2 separate regions of the Mus musculus genome follow, and region 2 is linked to region 1. Evidence: chromatin contacts called from public Hi-C data. All regions are on one chromosome and are shown on one strand. Each heading gives the region's core, a stretch centred on a gene start, on an enhancer-like site or on the middle of the called end of the contact. The rest is flanking DNA. Distances are from core to core; before and after follow the strand shown. Region 1 overlaps Pla2g4a (phospholipase A2, group IVA (cytosolic, calcium-dependent)). Region 2 overlaps Pla2g4a (phospholipase A2, group IVA (cytosolic, calcium-dependent)).

Evidence for each region. Hi-C and Micro-C count contacts between places; a contact is called where the count stands out from the background.
Region 2: a contact with region 1 is called in a Hi-C map of bone marrow-derived macrophages, with 2.0 times the contacts expected there. The contact joins two enhancer-like sites. A contact is called at or near these places in 8 of 39 promoter capture datasets (the 3T3-L1 cell line, 3T3-L1-derived adipocytes, the C10 cell line and 3 more), 1 of 15 datasets of contacts at CTCF or cohesin (the NIH/3T3 cell line), 26 of 484 Hi-C or Micro-C datasets (3T3-L1-derived adipocytes, B cells, the C10 cell line and 18 more), 5 of 115 datasets of contacts at active chromatin or transcription factors (the HPC-7 cell line, bone marrow-derived dendritic cells, bone marrow-derived macrophages and 2 more) and 1 of 9 other capture datasets (liver).

Annotation. Positions count from the first base shown.
Region 1 is chr1:149,852,143-149,858,418 of GRCm38.p6, forward strand. It overlaps Pla2g4a (phospholipase A2, group IVA (cytosolic, calcium-dependent)), which reads right to left. Exons shown (of 18, transcript NM_008869.4): 14 at 5,303-5,542. Among named protein-coding and RNA genes, the nearest start is that of Pla2g4a, 110 kb to the right of the region's middle. Within about 2 kb of position 4,834, at least 60 of the 459 cell types and tissues checked have an H3K27ac peak or open chromatin away from gene starts, as enhancers often do. A contact at or near this core is called in bone marrow-derived macrophages and pancreatic cancer cells, where this site is marked.
Region 2 is chr1:149,938,856-149,944,788 of GRCm38.p6, forward strand. The region is part of intron 1 of Pla2g4a (phospholipase A2, group IVA (cytosolic, calcium-dependent)); the gene reads right to left. Among named protein-coding and RNA genes, the nearest start is that of Pla2g4a, 19 kb to the right of the region's middle. Within about 2 kb of position 1,611, at least 61 of the 459 cell types and tissues checked have an H3K27ac peak or open chromatin away from gene starts, as enhancers often do. A contact at or near this core is called in bone marrow-derived macrophages and pancreatic cancer cells, where this site is marked.

The DNA.
Region 1 (6,276 bases), core at 3,584-6,083:
AAGACAACGTGGTGAGGGAGGAGTGAGCATCCACCTATTCCATGACCACAGGAGACAGTTCTGAGATGACATCCTTGATCTGGAACAGAACCACAGAACCAATATTTCTGGAATTGTCTATTTAATAATTTCAGAATCCTTGCCTCAAAGACCTGACAACATAGACGTACAAAGGTTAAGGAGAGAGCAGCATACAGTCAAGAACACTGAAGTCATTTGTAGTAGATAGTTCAAAAGGCAGCCACTGGAGAGCACAGAGACGACCCACGAATGCCTTCAAGCTCCATGGCAACACATCAGTAGCACCTGAGCATGGGTAAACACAACGTTCAATGTTTGTTTACTGCAGAGAGGTTTCCTAGCATAATAAAACACAAGAATTCATAAGTAGTTTGGCTTTGCAAACCCAGTGTTTTCTCTTTTTGTTTTAGTTAAGAGAGTCATCAAAAAACAGGTCAGAAAACCAGCTGTCTCCCTTTCTTAAGCCCAAGATTGTCTCTGAGGAGCTGAGCATGTTCTAGGTGGGTTCCTAAATGGCATGCGACTGAGTACCACTGTCCTGCCTCCAAGATAAACTGACACCGAGCCACCTTTGTTGTGTTGCCATCAGCATACATTTGGGAATCATTAACTATAGTGCTGCATACAAAATAAGACTTTCATCACCAAACAGATTTCAGCAAGTCAGAATTGAATATCTTACAGGAATAGCCATGGAGATGGCATGTTCCTATTCTCCTTGCCATCCCTGGGAATAACAGTGGTTTGTGTGGAGAACTTCTTAATCCCCACAGTAAGCTACCATTCATTGTTACTTTATAACAAACTAGAAATTATGCCAACTAATTGGTGAAGATATCCAACTATTAAAAGGTCTGGTTGGGTTTTAAGTGTCAGTTGGCTTTGAACGTATTAGAGCCCTCGGAGTAGCACCTAAACTCAGTAGGCTCTCCCAGTATTTTATGTGGAAGGGATGGGGGTTGGGGGGAGATCAGGTTTTGAAAGTATATTTGTACTCAGGACCAATTTATCATGTGACAAGTACTAATATGTGGAAAATGTGTTTTAGACTACAATGGGCAAACATGCTCCTGTGATTGAAAGCACACAAACTCCCCAAGCCTGTGAGTGAGTTAATCTGGTTCCCTGACATACACAGAAACAACACTGCTATAAGTCAGTAATGGTTCCTTATAGCCGTGGGTCATGACCTTCCTAATGTCTCGACCCTTTAAGACAGTTCTGGCTCTCAATCATTGTTGCTACTTCATAACTATAATTTTGCTATTATGAATTTTAATGTAAATATCTGTTATACAGGATATCTGATATATGCCTCTCATGAAAGGCTCAAACCCAAAAGCGTAGTGACCTGCCAGTTGAGAATTCTGCCTTAAAGAGTTATGTCGTATCTGATGAATCCATCACATAGATTCAATTTACAACAGACAAATATTTGGATATCTGTGTCTTGAACTCTGGCCTGAATTATCTCATGTCCACTTGTTAGTCAAGATAATGTGTGTCACAGTAAACACTATAAACACAAAGTAAACAGGAAAGAAGCCACGTGACTGATGAATAACTCCTCCAAAATTTATTTCTACAGACAATTAACTATTTCACACACAACTAATATGGCAATTTTTATTATTTTATAATTTATCTTGTTTCAAAATGTCTGAAAGCTGAAGTCCTAGGTATGAGATAACTGCACCTTTTTACTCATTTTAGACTAAGAAACTGTGTCACTCAAAATTTAATGTGTATGAGCAGAGTTGCCATAGAATAAGATATAAGCTTCTTCCAATATTAATGTGTACATTGGACAAAATCTAAAATGTAAAGCCTTTACTTTTCCTTAGGTTCCATAAAGAATGTGTACAATTAAGAGGGGAATATCTTCTCACTATCTTAAAAGTGGCATTTCAGTTGTACACTATAGAAGGGGTATTTTGGGTTTTGTTTCACTTTTTATTACTGTTATTTACTTCTTTCTGTGTGAGACGGGAGGTCACACACATGCTATTGCCCATGTATAGAGGCTAAGGGCCACATGAGGGAGTTGGTTCTGTCATATGAGTCTTGGAGGTTTCACTTAGGGTGTCAGACAAGACAGTAAGTGACTTTATGCACTGAGCTATACACAGGAATTTTAATAAACTCATTTGAACCACAGGGATCACAGTTTGTGATAAACCTTTTAGCCTTCACAATAAACATGGGATTTTTCTAAAACTCCTACAGGACGGGAAGAAGATAAGGTTTCTTTCTGGAAAACCCTCATCTGTATGTACACTAACAAGCTCGGTGAATTCAGCCTAATACACAATTATGTCTAGCAATGGTGGTATCTAAATAATACATTTGGAGGAATTTATTATTGAACTAATTAGAACTTTTACATGTGTATCTCAATCAAGTAAACACAAATCACATTAAAAAATAATTTAAATGAAGTGTTTACTGAGATGGAAGAATAAACCTTTTTCCAAGATTATTAACAGAAACCAACTTTCCGTTGGAACGCGTCAAGAGCCTCTCAAACACTGAAGCCGGAGAAGTTGCTCAGTGTTTAAGGGCACAAATTGTCCCTGCAAAGGACCCAAGTTTCATTCCTAGCACCCACATCAGGCAGTGCACAACTGGAAGTCTGGCCTCAAGGCGCCAACCCCTCTCTTGCCTCCTTGTGCACATACACTGACACATAACTAGATAACCAAAACGTACTACTCTAAAACAAATCTCAAGAACAAATGTTTAGTGTATATGCTATACACTTTAGAATGATTCATTCCTTATGTTGATTTTACTTCTTTAAATTGCTAATAAGTGTTTTTATTTTTATTTTTTCAGGGAAAAGGCATGAGACAAGGTGATATATACACAGCAATTATTCTCCCAACCTCACAGCAAGGGGAAACCCCAGGCTGGCCACACTTGTGTATCGCTATGCCTCACTGACCTAGAGCTCCCTCAGAGTGGCTCGTTTTCTCTTTCCTATTCGTGTTATTATAGCCAAAGCAGAGAAATCCTCCCATGAACGAGCTCCTGGAAGAAAGGCCTTAAAGTGTGTTTAATCTTCACAACAGCAGAGGTTACACAGAACACGCTGGCCGGTGAATCTTGAGGTCCAAGCATGTTGCGAGTGCATCTAAACTCTGGACGAGTGCAGAAAGGAATGAAAGAAAGAAACCAGGTGAGGGTTCAGAACAACTGTTAAGACAAACAATAAAGAGGCATAATTCCTACAGTCACCGAAACACAGGGTGGCCCCTTTCAATTCTCATCTCACTTAAGCAGCAAATGATTGCTTATTCTCCATAGGTCCCAAATGTTTTTGTGTTATTTATATACACATAAATGTATTGTTTAATATTAAAAAAATTAATTTGGAACTCAGTGCTTTCTCTTATGGTCCTAACACTGACAAATAAAAGCATATTGGATACTATAAAACTACCAGGAAGTTCTTGAAATGTGGGGAACGTTTGCTAGGATGTATGCAGTGCAAACCTCAGATGAACTGTTTTGGCAAAATGATACTGAAAAAGAGATGAAACGAAGTATACACCAAGAAAACTTCCATTCTTACATCAGCAAAACAATGACTAATAAAGCCACAGGGATGGGTGGTGTGTGATGGAGGGAAGACTTAGAACAGCCCCTGAGACCTGTGGCCCAAGCCAAGATTTGCTGAGCCATTTGGAACAAAGACAACAGAACTAGTTTCTCTGATATTCTTTGTCTAGAAAGTTAAGTAGCTGAAGGTCCTTTATAGATCTAACAGCTATGAGTATGATTTGCTTGATTCTGTCAGCAGTCACCGTAAAGCACGAGTTTCAGAAGAAGCATTTACCACAGGACAGTTAAGACAAACAGTATAGTCACAAAACAAGAAAAATAATGCTTCCAGCTGTATGTTTTAATCCATTTTTAGTTCGGGTAAACTTACTCTATCACAATTAGATTTTTATTACAGATAATCTGCATAGATTTGGGGATAATAAATGTATAATTAAAAGCAACTCATGCCGGGCAGTGGTGGAGCACGCCTTTAATCCCAGCACTTGGGAAGCAGAGGCAGGCAGATTTCTGAGTTCAAGGCCAGCCTTGTCTACACAGTGTGTTCCAGGACCGCGAGGGCTATAAGAGAAACCCTGTCTTGAAAAAAGAAATAAAGAAATAAAGAAAAAATGTAACTCATATCCAAGAATTTAAGGCCGTGCACGCAATACAAAATGCAACATTTGTTCCCCTTAAAGTCAAACAAACAGAAACCAACAACAAATTCTGAAGCCTATAATAATTTCCAAAGGCAATGGGAAAGCTTCAGGGAGTTTTGTTGTTTATCTGATCTAAAGTTTTACAGCATCATAGTAATGACCTTAAGACAGAGATGATTAAGAAATGATATTTAGACGACTAAGATAAGATGATGGGGTGATTGAGAGGAAAATTTCAGGCCACCATATAAAAGATGTATCCCATATAACTTACCAGCAAGGCTAACGTAACATTTAATCTGTAAGTCACAGGGAACTGAAGAATAAAAGGTTACTACACTTGGGAATTTCACTTAGGGACAAGTGTGAAAGTGACTAGATTCTTAACCAAGCAACTTCACAAGGTTTCCTAGTCTTGCCTGAAAACTGGAGAGGAATTTTCCCTGTCCAGATGGGCACTGCAGAAGGCTCCACTCCAACCCCTGTGCTGCACGTTCCCTGTTACCACAAGGGGGCGCCAGGCCTAGAGAACTTTCATCGCATCCTCAAAGATCCCATCTGTAGAGACCTGGCCTTTTCCAAAGAGGCCCGCCCACGGGATAGAAAGGAGGAAATGAGACATAGCTGTGCTGCTTCTTCTCTTTCCGTTGCCAGGCACGACTGTGGAGGCGTTTGGGGAATGAGTCTGGTGTTTTTTGGAGTCACTCCTGGAAGCCTCGGACTTGCTTCTCTAATCCTTGGAACAACTCTGGAAGCACCTATTTCCCTACTTTACACTATTCTATAATTATCACGGTAGAGGTTTCCTGTTGACTCTAGGGGAACCCTGATCAATTAAGAAAGTATTTCAAAGAATATTTTCTATACTAGCATGGCTAGGCCATTACCTAACCAATGTATTTTTCTTCAATAGTAGCAGTAGTAGTAGTGGTGGTAGTAGGAGTAGCAGTAGTAGTAATGTCTCTCACAAGTCAATGTTCTTAAAATTGAGTCTAGTTAAATGTTGACCATAATTACAATGCTTCTCCCCAATTAAAATTAAAGATATCCTGAAGTAGCTTAGACGGCTTACATACCTGCTACCGCTGCGTCGAGCTCGTCATCGAAGGAATCCTGAGAGCTGAAGTCTCTCAGGGGAGACAGTGGATATGATGTGTTGAGATTCAAGCCCAGCATGAAGTTATGCACCTTTCCGGCACGTCCTTCTCGGGTATTGAATAAAGCCGAGTCGCTCACCAAGGCCATTAGCATCCGATGGACCCAACTTGCTTGGTTGTCGCTTTGGTACTCTTTTTCAGCTTCTTCATTCTCGGTGCCTGAAGGGGAGGAACATGCCACATGCCAAATATTTACACACGTGCCAAAATGTACAGGTTTTGGCTATTATTAGCTTTGTTAATCATCAAAATTAAAACTAAAGTTCTAGGGCTTTTGTGCAATAAAATAAAATAATATAACAGAATATAAATGCCCAGTCGTTTTTTGTTTTCAAGTCCTCATAGTTACCTTTTACCTACACACAAGGTCAGTCTATATTCTTCACTGAAACCTCTGGATCTATTTAAATTTTTCACATAAAAATTTTTCTTCCTTCTCCCTCTCCCTAGCTCTCTTTCATCCAACACACACACACAACACAGACACACACTGAGAGTCCATATTACTTCATACTACCACCTATGTTTTCTAATTTTTCCTAAGAGTCCATATCCTGCTTAATAAACATCCAAGAATTACACAAAGCTAGGCAGGACAGCAGACCCACCATCTGACTGCTGATAAATAAACACTCTCATGCATCGATCTTATGACCTGCTTATAAAGTCTGGGGATTTAAAACTCTGTAATTTAAACAAATGATATAAAGTGTTTTAAAATTCACCAGTGGTCCAGAGAAGCAATGACAAATGATTTCCTCCTCGCAAACTATGCCCAGATCAACTCTAGGGGAGGGCTCATTCTGTGTTCTAATCCTCTCCACGTTTAGTGAGTTTGAAGGAACCACTTTCCAGCCTTCCTTTCCTCATTAGGAAGTCAATCGCGCAGGATT
Region 2 (5,933 bases), core at 361-2,860, 83 kb after region 1:
ATAGCTATTAAATTCACAAACTGCAGCTTTAGAAAAACAAACATTTCTCGGTAGACTAATCTGGTCATTCATGCAACCCCTAGGTCATTGCTAAGTACGAGCATATGTTAGGCACCAGATACAGTAAACAAGGCAGAGCTCCTGCCTCCCAGAAACCTAGAGATTGTAGACATAGCAAAGAACAGCATAGCTCTGCACAACACCTAACGCTTCTATGTTAGTAAAAGCAGGATCGTCTTCTAGGATTGATGCCTTCTGATGAAAGGGCTCCTTGAAATCTACCTCCTCTGTGAAAATAGTTTTCATGAGTCCTTTAGTCTTATAGCAGAAAACCAGACAGTCTTCACTTGATCACTAAATGATTCTTTCATACTTATTTATTTCACACTAAAACAAGAAAACTTTTTCTGCCATACCATAATATGAATGCATACACATACATATATATGTGGAAGAGAGCTTAATGTGATGCTTTTACTAGGAACATGGTACAGTATTGTATTGTCCCGTTTGATTAAATGCTAAGAGAAGTCCACCAAAATTGTTTTATGGCTCAACTCCTCACCGTTTGACAAACACTGATGTAGGAGACTTCTAGATTAGATTTTCATCTCTATCCCCGTTCCCGTTCCATTTCCTTCCTCTTTTCTATTCACAACCATACAGATCATCTTCCCTTTCGCCAAGTGTAGGATGTTCTCTCAGGTGCAAAACTATAGCCTGCATCTTTTGTCCATCCACTTATTTAACAAATATTCAAGTAGAACATTTAGCTATGTCTATCAATCATATTCCAAGGTCCCAGAGGTAAAGCGACAATTGAGATAGCTGCTCATCATTGTAAGAACTTATATTTTACAGAACAATCACACAGTAAATAATGTAACAGGAAAAGGCGAGCGTCTCCTAAAGCTAGGCTGTGAAAAGGGTAAATGAGTGGTCTTAGAAGATAATGTTCCCAGCAGGCATGTGGAGGAAGTGACAGAGAACCTGTGGCTACTAAATAAAAACCAACAGCAAAAATGGTTGGTGGGGAGATTACAAAGGAAGCTGGGTTAGATCCTGAAGGCCTCGGTAGGCATCACTTGTATACCAGCTAAAACAGACCTAAGCTTCAGAACTCAGCTTCAAGGTCACTACCCCTGAGAGATTTTTCTGTGACCTTCAAAGCATGTCTGATCCTGTTTTTATTTTATATTTCTTCAAGCCTTTAATTCCCATTCCAACATGTCTGCCTTCCTTTATGGAACTAAAGCCAGACGCATAAAGTCAGTGTCCATGTTCACCTTGCTGTTCTGTGTGCATAGCATGGTGCCTACAGCAAAGCAGGTTCAAGATAAAGATGTGTTCAATGGATGATGGATGATGGACAGAACTAGGAATAATGGCAAGTGTGTGCATATAGGAAGTTCTCACAATAACACTCTTTCAATGGTCCTCCTGTTCATTCCTAACTATATTTAACAGCAAAAGATGCTATAAATGAGACTGTACTTTAAAAAATAAAAAGAGGAAGAAGGAAAATTCCACAAGAACTGAGATGACTCTTCATTTAGAGGAAATCTGTTGCTGGAGACCAAAGCCTGGTGTCAGCAACTTTATTTCCTCTTTTCCCATCCAGTAACTCCATTCATAACTACCATGTTCACCATCCGACTATTAGCCAAAACCACATCCTCCAGCCAGACCTGGGCAGACACTTCCCTGGCAGGAAATGTGTTTGAGATAGTTAACAGGTTAAGTATCCAACTAATATTCTTTCTTAAATGTTTATATTATTATGTGGTAATTTCATATATGCATACAATGTATTTAGATCCAACCAATATTATTAAATCCACCCCCATCTTCTCTTGTCTCCACCTCTCTAAAGCTACAGAGTTAAGAACTACGAGATAACTAGATATTAGACAAACATGACTCATGGCATTAATCCTTTAGTCCTAGAACAACTTCCTTTTTCTTGTCTCCTTTAATTCCACCCAGGTCTAAACTTTTTCCAGCTCTCATGAGATTCAGGCTGCCTTAGAAGATTTCCGTTAACTTTTGCAATGAGCCAAGGTAATGAACTCATGGATTTAGATACCAGGTCCATTTAGAATGGAAAGAAGAAACTATTGAAGGAAGAGAAAGTGGATCACTGACTTTCTTCCTCCCTACCCTAGATCTAATATTTCTGCTCCATTTTTTAAACTTCTTTTTCTATGGCAAAATGCACTTACAAAGAGCAATTTAGAGGAGGAAAATGGTTATTTGGCTTATAATCTTAGGCTCCAGCCCATTATTAAGGGGAAGTCAAGGTAAGAAATCAAATCATCACACCACACTTATAGTCAAATCCCTAGAACCAAATCAACTAATGATACCCATCTGTGTCCTAGTAGTCGGGAGATAGAAACATCAGGAATCCAAGGTCATCTTCAGCTACATGAGTTTGAAGTCAGTTTGTCATACATGAGACCCTATCTCAAAATCAAAACAAAAACCAACCCACCAAACAACAACAAAACCATGCACAATATATAAAGTATACCAATAATCCATATTTAGTATTTTTATTTTATAAAAATAGGTTAGCATCTTAGCTAAAAGTTCCACTTAAAGGTTGAATATCAAGCTAGACAAGCTTCCAGAACAGCAGAGAAAAGAAGTTGAAAAGTTCTGGCTGTGGAAACACTGACAAAGCAGAAATATCATAAGTAATCAATTACTAACTCTTCAAAAGAACGTAAAGCATATGAACATATCTTCCAACATGCCAAGAACCAGAGAGAATGAAGACCTTTGGCATTTTAGGAAGGAGCTGTTCCTACCCTCCCCAGTTTCTTAGCATGAAGTTCTAACTAGTAAGGCAGTACAGCCTTGTGAATACACAGCTCTGCTGCCTTGCTGATTGGTACTGGACAGAACATGGAAAATTCTACACCCCAGATGTTGTTAGAGAAACCAAAGATCACAGAAGCAACCACCAGATACATCTTATACTATAATGTGATCCACACTGTCTGGGACAACAACAAAACCAGACAATAGACCAGCCAGAAAATTAAATATGGCAAAAAGAACAATGTGTAAGGCTCCAGATACAATCTTCAACAAAACAGATGGGGAAAGGTTAATGGAGAAAGGCCTAGGTGATGTCCAGTGTATTCCTGATATGCTGAAAGAAGGTAGGCACAGTTATGCCATGTGAGGATCATAAAGGCAGAGAGGAAAACGTAGTCAGGGACTTATAAACTGTCCGAAGTTAGAAGGCATTCTTGAAGCCACTTGCAAGACAGATGTCATAGCAGAGATGTACTACTTATTTAAGATCCTTAAGTAAATCTTTGCCCAAGCACTGGCTGACAACTAAGCCATGCTAACCTAGAAAGAACCTTAGGAAAAGGACACAGAAAGCAAAAGCAAGAATGGAAACAGAGGATAACCTGAGCAAACATTCCTAAGCTTGACCACAAGAGAGCACATCTGTGAATAAGTTGAGGACCGTCACTGAAACAACTCAACAGTAGCAATAACTTACCCATAAAACATTTCAGAATCAAAAGACGCCATCACATACAATTTACACTTTGGTGTGTAATCTAGACTTTCATTTTCAGAAGTAATCATAAGAAGGCCAGGAAGAGGGCTCAGCTGGTAGAGATGACTGCCACCAAGCGTGAGGATCTGAATTCAGACCCCAGGATCTCCATGGTGGAAGGAAGAACCCCCTTCTGCACATTGTTCTCTGACATCCTCCACACAAGCTCCTTGGCAAGCACAGACATAAACACACTAAATAAATAAATAAATAAATAAATAAACAAACAAACAAATAAAATGTAACAAGGTTTTTAAAACAAACAAATTAATAATAAAAAGGACAACAAAAACAGTGTTAATCATACACCAAAAGTTTCCAAGGAGAAAGAGGAAAAGAAAAAAAATGGTAACAAATAATTGGCTGAAATTCCACTGAACCTCATTTAAAAACATTTCAATAAAGCTCAGTTCCTCCAAGTGGGATAAATACAAAGAAGAATGTTGTCTAGACACATAATCCACCTGGTGAAATTCAAAGAAATAGAGAAGAATTTTAAGAGCAAGAAAATAACAGCTGCCCATGCATGAGATAACCAAAGATCAACAAATGCCTTCTCATTGGAACCAACAACATCCTGAAGGCAGTGGGATCACATGGTCAAAGTACAGAAAGAATCAAGCTGTACACTGAGAAAAACGGAGCCACCAAACTCTTTCAGAAATATGAGCAGACAGAATATCAGTATAATGGCCTATTCTGTTGATCATGTTTTATTTTTTATTTTTCACTATATATATAGTTATAAATGTAGCTATATTGGAGTAAGGAAATGACAACAGATGATCTGAATTCACAGGAAGAAATGAAGAATATCAGACTCAATATGTCTTAGTTTTATCTCTATATTTTATAGAAGGATGAGGTTTATAGAAACATGATTTATAATAATGCAGATATGATACATGTAACAGCAATAGCCAAATAAGTAAAGAAGCCCTGTAACTACATGGAAAGACTATTTTACAAGAATAAGTTAAAACTCACATGAAGAAAACTGTAATAAATTAATACATTAGCTTAATTCCTAGAGCTACTAACAAACTCATTCAAATATCATTGAAATATCATTAACAAAATTATCTAAATGAACCACCAGGCCAAAATGAAACAAACAAACAAACAAACAAACAAACAGGATCACCAGAAAGTAGCTACCGATTACAGGGACCAGAAGACTAAAAAGAAGTCAATAGAGAAATGAGATGCAGTTAAACAGAAACCTCAGTGGCAGAGAAAATTTCAAACCCTATCTCTATCAACAATGAACGTGAAACCAGATGAGGCATCACAGATCTGAAATCCAAGCACTTGGTAGGCTGTGTCAGGAAGATTATAGGTTCAAGGTCAGCCTGGCCAGAGAGAACCCTGAGAGCTACTGTATCTGCTGCTGGTTGCCTGCCAGGAGTAAATCATAAGACTGTATTGCTTAAGGCATAGCATACAGGACTAGAGAATTCAAGCTGAAAGTGATCCTTCCTCCCACACAGTTCGTTTTTATAGTTTTCACAGATACTATGCAGGCTCTTGGGCTGCTATGGAATAATTATCAACATTCTCAGCTATGGACCCTGCATGTTGTATTACCAACCTGCAAGGCAAAAATGAGGCAATATTGGCATGACTTGTGGGCTAACAAATTACTTTCTAATTGGAACTGAGGTCTTCTCTCCACAAGAAGGAATTCATGTCTGGTACTGAACACGTGATCAAAGTCAATGGTTAGTGAAGTCATGGGCCTTACTGGGGATGATACCCTGGTTTGTTTTATTTGTTGTTGTTATTGCTTTGTTGTTGTTTTTTTTAGTTTGTTTTTGAGATAGAGATATACATAGAGATAAAGATGAAGATATAGAGATAAATAGAGATAAGATAGGTATAGATTAGATTAAGATAGGGATAGGGAGAGAGATAGATATGATGGTTTGCCAAATTGCCTTAAAATTTTTATGCTTTAACCCATAAACAAGGCTGGTGTCAGTTTTGATCAAGTAGCTCCCTTTGTGTAGTGTGTAGCTGTAGCGGTTACTGTATAGACTCATACCTAGTCAAAATGCTAAGAATAAGGCATCCCTGAATGCAGTCATCTATATCACCTTTCCCAGAGGCTCAACGGACACTGTAGACCAGAAGATGAAAAGAATTTAATAGCTGGGGAAAGGGAGAAGAGTGGTGTGGAGTCTGTCATTTGGACATGACAGGGTCATCATCCTCTCAGCATCTGTGATCACCATCACAAGACATGAACAATATGAGGATGTACAATATTGTGTCCTGGAATAGGATAGCCTTAGGAGCCCCAGCATCTCTCTGGAGACCTAGAAGAACTTAGTGGGTGCTAAAGGAGAGA